Regions from separate parts of the Mus musculus genome. Here region 1 is linked to region 2. The links are chromatin contacts, called in public promoter capture Hi-C maps. All regions are on one chromosome and are shown on one strand. The core of a region is the stretch at or near the end of the contact, and the rest is flanking DNA. Distances in the headings are between cores, read along the strand shown.

Region 1 (3,896 bases), core at 980-3,479, 790 kb after region 2:
AACTGGATCCCACTCATTAAGTTTAACTGTAGAGTTGGCACAGTGGTTATGAGCACTGGCTGATCTTCCAGAGGACCCAGGGTCAATTTCCAGCACCCCTAGCAGCAGGCAATATCTACAACTCCAGCTCCAGGGGATCTGATGCCTTCTTCTAGACTCCGAAGTCACCAGGCATGCATGTGGCACACAGACATATACATGCAAGCAAAAGGTCAGATACATAAAAAAACAAGAAAAGTCCCAAATTAAGGAAAATGAGGCGGGTGGGCTGGCAAGAGGGTTCAGGAGGTAGAGGCACTTGGCGCCAAGCCTGAGAACCTGAGTTTGACCCCTGAATCCAGACAGTGTTAAGAGAGAATCAACTCCTATAAGCTGTTCTCTAACCCCCACGTTCTCCGTGACACTTGTACAAACACACATACAAAATAAAAATATGTGAAAAAACGTAACTAGTCCTTACACAGACAGAAGCAGCAATATTTACATTATATCTACACATGAAAAGAAACCTAAACTACATACAACTGCTTATGGAGCTTTTCAGCATGCTTTCCTGTTCTCATCAGTAGTTATTAATTTCATTTGACCATTATGCACATACTTGAATTTTGTAACAGGGAAAATTACTGAAATGTTTACTATATATAAAACCTTGACAGGCATATCCACTGTGTAGAATTTATTTAAAAGACAAAGAAAAGTTTGCTCTAATACTCATCTGAGGGCCATGAAACAGCTCCTGATGCAGAACTGTTACAGTTCGGCCCTGGAGAGAGTGGAATGTCACCACTGGGAAGCAGCTACTCACAAGACACTTACGGCTGTGTGAAGTCATGGGTGATGAAATCAGAACTCTTGAAAAGCAGGAAGATATCACTGAGAGTTTTACACTTCAGGGAACTGTTCATCGCTATCCAGTACGCATCCTAAACAATAAACATGTATGAGTTACGACACACCCAGCGAGTGCAGCCCAGGCACACAGATGAGAGAGCACCAGTGCACAGCGCCTCCAGGGTCAAATTACACTTCTCAACAAACAGCATGATCAGCCCATGCTAGACACCCAGCCATGTACGCTGAGGACCAAGATGGCTCAGCAGGCAAAGGCACTTCCCACCAGCTTTGACCACTGACTGCAATACTGCGCCACACACGGGAGAAGAGAACCACGTCCCACAAATTGTCCTCTTCCAAAAATGCACACACAAGTATACCCACCCACAAAACAAATGAGTATAATTTTTTTTTTCAAAAAAGTGTAGTTATGCACACTGAGATAGGAGGACCCACACATTTAGACCAGGGCGTTTTTCACGATAAGATGGAAGGAAGGTTAATGAAGTCACACAGGTCAGGGCGAAGATTCACGTGGTGAAGAATCAGCTGCTCTCCACAGTGAAAGCAGTCATTTCCAGCCTCCCTGATTGGGGAGACCAACCGACGAGCACCTGAACTTGGATGCTCAGGGCAGTCAAGACCCTGTTCATCTGATCAGGAAGGAATAAGTCAAACAGTTTCACCACCACAACCCAAAGCAGGGCTGCACCGGACATGTGGACGTAAAGTAACCGGGCCCAACGCAGTGTGATAAAGTCACACTTCTATAGACAGCTCAGACACAGGCTAAAATACACAATGGAAAACACCAATAACTACCAAAACTGTCCCATTACCCACACTGCATGGAAGAAAGCACTGGTGTATACAAGTCATTCCATAAACAAATGAACAGGTGCATAAGGAATTTACAACCAGAAATAATCTTCCTATCTTAAGTGGAAACAAAGAAAATTTCAAACATTATTCATGTAGATGAAAAGTTGCCTGAGAAACTAAAAATGAATTTAAAAAACCTCTACATGATATCTTTATAATTTCTCCCAATAAAAAAAGACAATAAACTTCTAGTTAAAGAAAGTATACCCAAATCATATTTAATCCCACAAAAACATCAGTATGTACACAGCAAACCACACAGCTGAATAAAAAATAATGCAACTCTTAACTCTAAGGATGGCAAAACATGGAATGGGAAGATGTTATTAATTGTAGTAGTATGCCTCAGGTAAGGACAGGGTGTTTGCAAAAGGACGGTCATGGCAAACACCGAATATGCGGAGAAACAAAACTGGATCCCTGCCACTGTGTACAAGCGTGTCTGTGTCTGTGTGTGTCTGTGTATGCAAGGTTAGAGGACAACTTTCAACACTCAGTTCTCTCCTGCCTCGTGGGTCCCTGGAATGAACTCAGGTCATCTGGCTAGATGGCAGGCACTTTTACCCACTGAGCTATCTCTCTGGGCCACCATATTTATTGTACTTTTCAATAGAGAAAACCTTGCTCAACTGAGAGGGTGAAGTTTTAAATAATGCAGACTACGAACATACCCAGAATCCTAGTACAATTGGCAACACAAGAGGTCAAATTGTCTTTTGGCAGAATGCACAGTATTTCGTAGAAAGTACAAACAGCAAAATCAGAAGAATAAAACAACAGAGGAAAAATATAATAATCTCAACAGTGCTTTCCCTGAAATTAAGAATGTAATGGAAGGTACATTAGATGCTCGGAGGGAATATAAAATGAATACAGAACAAAACAAACAACTACTCAAATAGTGAGATTTCTTTACATCTTCCTACCCTTGGGGCACTCCAGTTAAGCTTAGGGAAGACACTACCCCCCAGCGAATTGATAGCTTCTTGGACTTGAGTGTTGAACTCAGGAAACTCTGGTGCCTAGAGAGACAGAGAACAGGTCGTGAGCAAGTCAACACCATTAGAAGAGTCACAGAAATCATGATCAACATTTCAATGTTTCAGTTAGGGTATCAAAACCAGAATTATATATAATGCAAATTATTGTTCTTATTCCTGCTCTCAATTAAATAAAATCACCAAGAAAGTAGTATTTACCAGAAAGAGGAATAAAATCATCAACTTCTTAAATGGTACTTTCCGAACCCACACGTCTCTGAAAACACAGATGTCACCAAGTGTGTGGTTCGGGAGGAGCAACTCAGTGGTCTTTTCTGAATCCTTACCTAATGCCAGCATCTGAGCCAAGTGAGAGGCATATCCCTGTAACCCAGCACATGTCAAGGACAGGCAGGGACCAGGAGCTCAGGACAGCCTTGACTAGACAGAAAGTTCAAGGCCAATAGCTGCTACACGATGCTCTGTCTACTAAGGTCTGGGCAAGGGTGGGAAGAAGGGGTGGGGATAAGGCAGTGGATGTGTGTGCTTAGCACAGCAAGCATGAGGACCCAGGTTTAACCCCGCAGTACAAAAGCAGACATGGCTACCCATGCCTGTAACCTCAGCATTGGGGGGCAGAGACAAGCAGATTACAAGAGCCCACTGGCCAGCCTCCCTAACTGAATCGACAAGCCCCAAGTTTACTGAGAGTCAAGGCAGTGAGATAAAGAGCAACAGAGGGCGATGCCCCGTATCTTCCTCCGGCCTCCGAGAACACGGCATGTATGTGCGCATACACACACTCACACAGTGACTAGCGTGAGCTATTTTTTGAGAGAAGAGATGCCGGTGGGAAGTTCTCAGAAATAATACCCCATACTTAAATGGTCATTTATGCAAAAGGTTCACTGAAAATGAAAAACACCTGATGAATAAATTATACCTAGACACTACTATTTACAAGTAAGTTCTAATACAAACAAAGTTAAAATGTCCTTTTCTTTTTGGTTGAGAGTTAGAAAAAGACATTTTTGTGTAAACATTAATTCAAGCCGTCCAGTGTTTGCTTCAACCAGGAAGTAAGAGAAATACTACTGTTCAGTGGGAAGATGAGCTGGGTTACCAATAGATCCTGCCTAGGTAAATAGCAAGGGGGCTGGAAATGGACTTTAGTGGGAGGCAGAACACAAGGGCAGT
Region 2 (3,652 bases), core at 772-3,271:
GCATCTCCTATGAGAGCCGAAAGACAGATACACTATGGCTATGTGCAGGGTGTTAATGCCAAGTACAGCAAATCTCTCACATCACAATACTATATGTAGCTCTGTACAGGGGTTACAGAGGTTGGTGCTCTTCACAGCACAGTGCAAGTCCTCTTGTGTCCTTATGACCCGTGTGACAACAGCTTCAGGAATACACACCAACACTAAGTTCTCTTTTTCTGAACCGTCTATCAGGTCCCTGCTTGTTTTAATACAGTAACAAAACTGCTTTGCTACAGTAACGCACTTCATAAATCATGCGAGGAAATTAAATGAGTTATTACTTTTCTTGAAGTCTCTTCTTCATCAGCTCAGCCTCACTGAGTTTTGTGTGTGCCTCTTGAAGCTCCTTAAACAGAGAGGTCACTTGAATGCTCAGTGTTTCCACTTCGCTTCCAACCTGTCAGACAATGTCAGACATTCACGTGAGACAGAGCATTCGAGAGGAGGTGGACCTTGTGTGAGGAGAAAGTATGGACCACTAATATCCAGCTAACACGGAAACCCTGAGTAGACTTGATTTGCGCAAGACTTCCCCAAGTGACTTATGTGAAAAGCAGTCTGGGCAAGCTTGTGTTTCTGTGCACCACATCCACTATCAGTCTAGGCCTGTGTGATAATGGATTTACTGCTAAACCTGGACCTACTCAGGCTTCTGGGATCACAGGTCACCAGGTCAAAATATAACTTTATTCGTGTGGGGAAAGACTCCGAGACTATATTGCCTTGCCAATGTCTGCTTCTAGCTTACGTAATTATTTGTTATCCAGCTCTTCTCCCGGAAGCCCGCCAGTTGTCAATTTGCATATGAGTTTTATCCGAGCTTAGAAACATCAATACTTTCCCATTAACTGTTGGTCCATCAGTTAACGGTGTGCTGTTCTGGCAGCGTGCTCTCTTCATGTAAGCTCATCCTGTTCTCTCTCCACCTTCCCCACCCCCGTTTTGCTTTTGCACTCATGCTGATCTGGAATTTGCTGTCACATAAGCTGTCCTTAAATCTGAAATCCAACTGCCTCAGTCTACCAGACACCAGACTCATAGGGGTATGCACCACTGTACCAGTCTTCAGTGTTCTCCATTGTCTTAAGGTTGGGACTCAGAGCCAGAGAAGCCGCTGCACGTCTGTAATCCTAGCATAGCAAAGGCAGGGAACATCGTAGTTCCTCTCCTAGGCTACGTGTGAGTCTGAGCTCAGCCTAGGCTGGATAAGACACAATCTCAAAATTTAAAAAAATAAAGAGAAATGAAAGGGAAAGGAAGGACATAGCCAGTGTGTGTGTGAGTGAGTGTATGAGAGAGTGTGTGTGTGTGTATGTGTGTTGAATGTGTATGAGTGTGTGTGTGTGTATGAGTGTGTGTGTGAATGAGTGTGTGTGAGTGTGTATGTGAGTGTGTATATGAGTGTATGTGAGTGAGTGTGTTTGTGAGTGTGTGAGAGTGAGTGTGTGTGTGTACTGATGAATACATGAACAGAAGGATCATTCTATATGTCTCTCGTACAGACTACTGTGAACTCTTTAATTTCCTGGCTTCAGGAACTTTTCCTAAACTTAAAACTCTTCAGGCTCAAGGGCATAAGTTATTCAGGAACTTTTTTTTTTTTTTTTTAAACGCTAATTCCTTTGTTCCCTACCAGTGCTGGGACAGAGCCAAGATCTTTCCATTCTAAAGTCTCAGATTCATGTTCACAAAGGACATCTTATAAGTCAGTCAAAATGTCTTTTTCTGGTGGTGGACTTAAGGATTCAGGAGATGCCATCAGACAAGGAGAGATATGAGAGTGTACAGACTGGTTCACATCTTACTGACATGCACTTCAAATTCAGGATAAGGAAATGAAAACGAAAGAAGTAGAAAGTATTCTGAAACAAACAAGTTTCCATTTCTAAGGTAAATAGTGCAACGTAAGACTTGAACCCAGCAACCACGTCACCAACGGGGACATGCCAGGGACGTGCCAGTCCTTTGGCGGTGCTGTACCCACACTCTCTTGGCCTTTGTCCTCCTTCTCTCTGTCTGCTCTCCTCGCTGTCTGCTTCTCAGTAGAAGAATGGCCATTTGCTTTCTTTTCAAAATCTGAAATTCTGAAAACAACAAAACAAAACACCAACAACATCAGAATGTAGAGAAGTTTTACTTTCTGTTTAGACACACGAGGACAAGCAGCTGTAGAGGCACTCGAATGCACGTGTCAGAGCCTGGAGAAAGGCAGGGCTTCAATGTCTCTTTATATTTGCCTCTTTAGCAGTCATCTTGCTTTTATCCTATTGCTGACTAGAACTCCTGTGATGAATACATACAGATGAATACATAAGATGAATACATACAGAATACAGATGAAGCAAAGAGGTGGGAGACTTTTGGCTAGGCAGATCTCAGAAAATATTCTCTTCTCATATTCTTCCTCAGTAAGTCAGTAGAGATACAGTGTACTTTACTAAGGGGGAAAGAGTAAGAAAGGCACTGGGTTAAGGAAATGGGATCCAACAGTGGCGAGCTGAGGAATTCTATAGGATGCTGAATTGGAATGAGGAATTCTATAGGAATTCTATAGGATGCTGACTAAAAGCGGTCTTAGGAACGACTACAAAGTAGTGGAATCAAGATACCTTAAGAACAATCCGAGTCGTAATGAATTGACTGTAATGAAGAGACTGGCTCCCAGGGAAACCATGAAGCTATAACTAAACAACCCTTTCAAACCTCACAGTGAGTTTTCTGAGGGGTGAGAGACTTTATTTTTAACTGTGTGTGAATGCAGGAGTCAGGAGAGAGCTTAAGATCCCCTGGAACTGGAGTTGCAGGCAGTTGTGAGTCACTCCACATGGGGGCCTGGACTTAGGTGTTCTATAAGAGCAGTCTATGCTCTTGACTGCGGAGCACCTCTCCAACCTTCCACGTTGACACTTAGTTGCCATGGTGCTGTAGCAGCATGCCTTCACAGTTACCATCTCAGGAGTGGGTTCCTAATAAAGGCTGGGTTAAAAGCTCCATTGTTTTCTGTTGAAAGCCTCAGGACTATAGGCTGAAAACACTTCCATAGTTTACAACCTGTCTAGTCTAGCACTCTGTTAAAGAAGCAGAAAACAGACCAACGCAAGAGGCAACTGGTTAGATGGCGAATTTTGTACTGAGACCTAAAAAGTATAAAAGGAAAGTGACTGCTGTCTAGTGCAAGCTCGCCTGACTGTGAGCGAGCACACATGTGCATAGTATGCCTGACTGTGAGCGAGCACACGTGTGCACTGTATGCCTGACTGTGAGAGAGCACATATGTGCACTGTATGCCTGACTGTGAGCGAGCACACGTGTGCACTATATGCCTGACTGTGAGCGAGCACACGTGTGCACTGTATGCCTGACTGTGAGAGCACACGTGTGCACTGTATGCCTGACTGTGAGCGAGCACACATGTCATTGTGCTTGACTGTGAGCGAGCACACATGTGCATTGTATGCATGTGTCCAAATGCACAGGGGCACGAACAGAGTAGTAATTTGAGGAAAGTTCAAAATTATCGATTTCAGCTAGGAAGAGGAGGTACAGAAAGTTCCAGAAATGCATGTACTGGGCGGCTGATGGTTGTGCAAGACAGTTCAGCCTTCCTCGT

The links. Promoter capture Hi-C pulls out the DNA fragments that hold promoters and counts their contacts.
Region 1: a contact with region 2 is called in a promoter capture Hi-C map of liver, with 3 times the contacts expected there. The contact joins two enhancer-like sites. A contact is called at or near these places in 7 of 39 promoter capture datasets (the C10 cell line, the HPC-7 cell line, cranial neural crest and 4 more), 1 of 15 datasets of contacts at CTCF or cohesin (large pre-B cells), 2 of 484 Hi-C or Micro-C datasets (B cells and liver), 3 of 115 datasets of contacts at active chromatin or transcription factors (cardiomyocytes, embryonic stem cells and large pre-B cells) and 3 of 9 other capture datasets (adipose tissue, embryonic stem cells and liver).

What each region holds. Positions count from the first base shown.
Region 1 is chr2:5,820,457-5,824,352 of GRCm38.p6, forward strand. Cdc123 (cell division cycle 123) reads right to left here. Exons shown (of 13, transcript NM_133837.5): 5 at 2,646-2,741; 6 at 820-926. Among named protein-coding and RNA genes, the nearest start is that of Gm29984, 3.2 kb to the right of the region's middle. Within about 2 kb of position 2,230, at least 8 of the 459 cell types and tissues checked have an H3K27ac peak or open chromatin away from gene starts, as enhancers often do. A contact at or near this core is called in liver, where this site is marked.
Region 2 is chr2:5,034,645-5,038,296 of GRCm38.p6, forward strand. It overlaps Optn (optineurin), which reads right to left. Exons shown (of 14, transcript NM_001356487.1): 7 at 2,027-2,126; 8 at 324-439. Among named protein-coding and RNA genes, the nearest start is that of Mcm10, 24 kb to the left of the region's middle. Within about 2 kb of position 2,022, at least 35 of the 459 cell types and tissues checked have an H3K27ac peak or open chromatin away from gene starts, as enhancers often do. A contact at or near this core is called in liver, where this site is marked.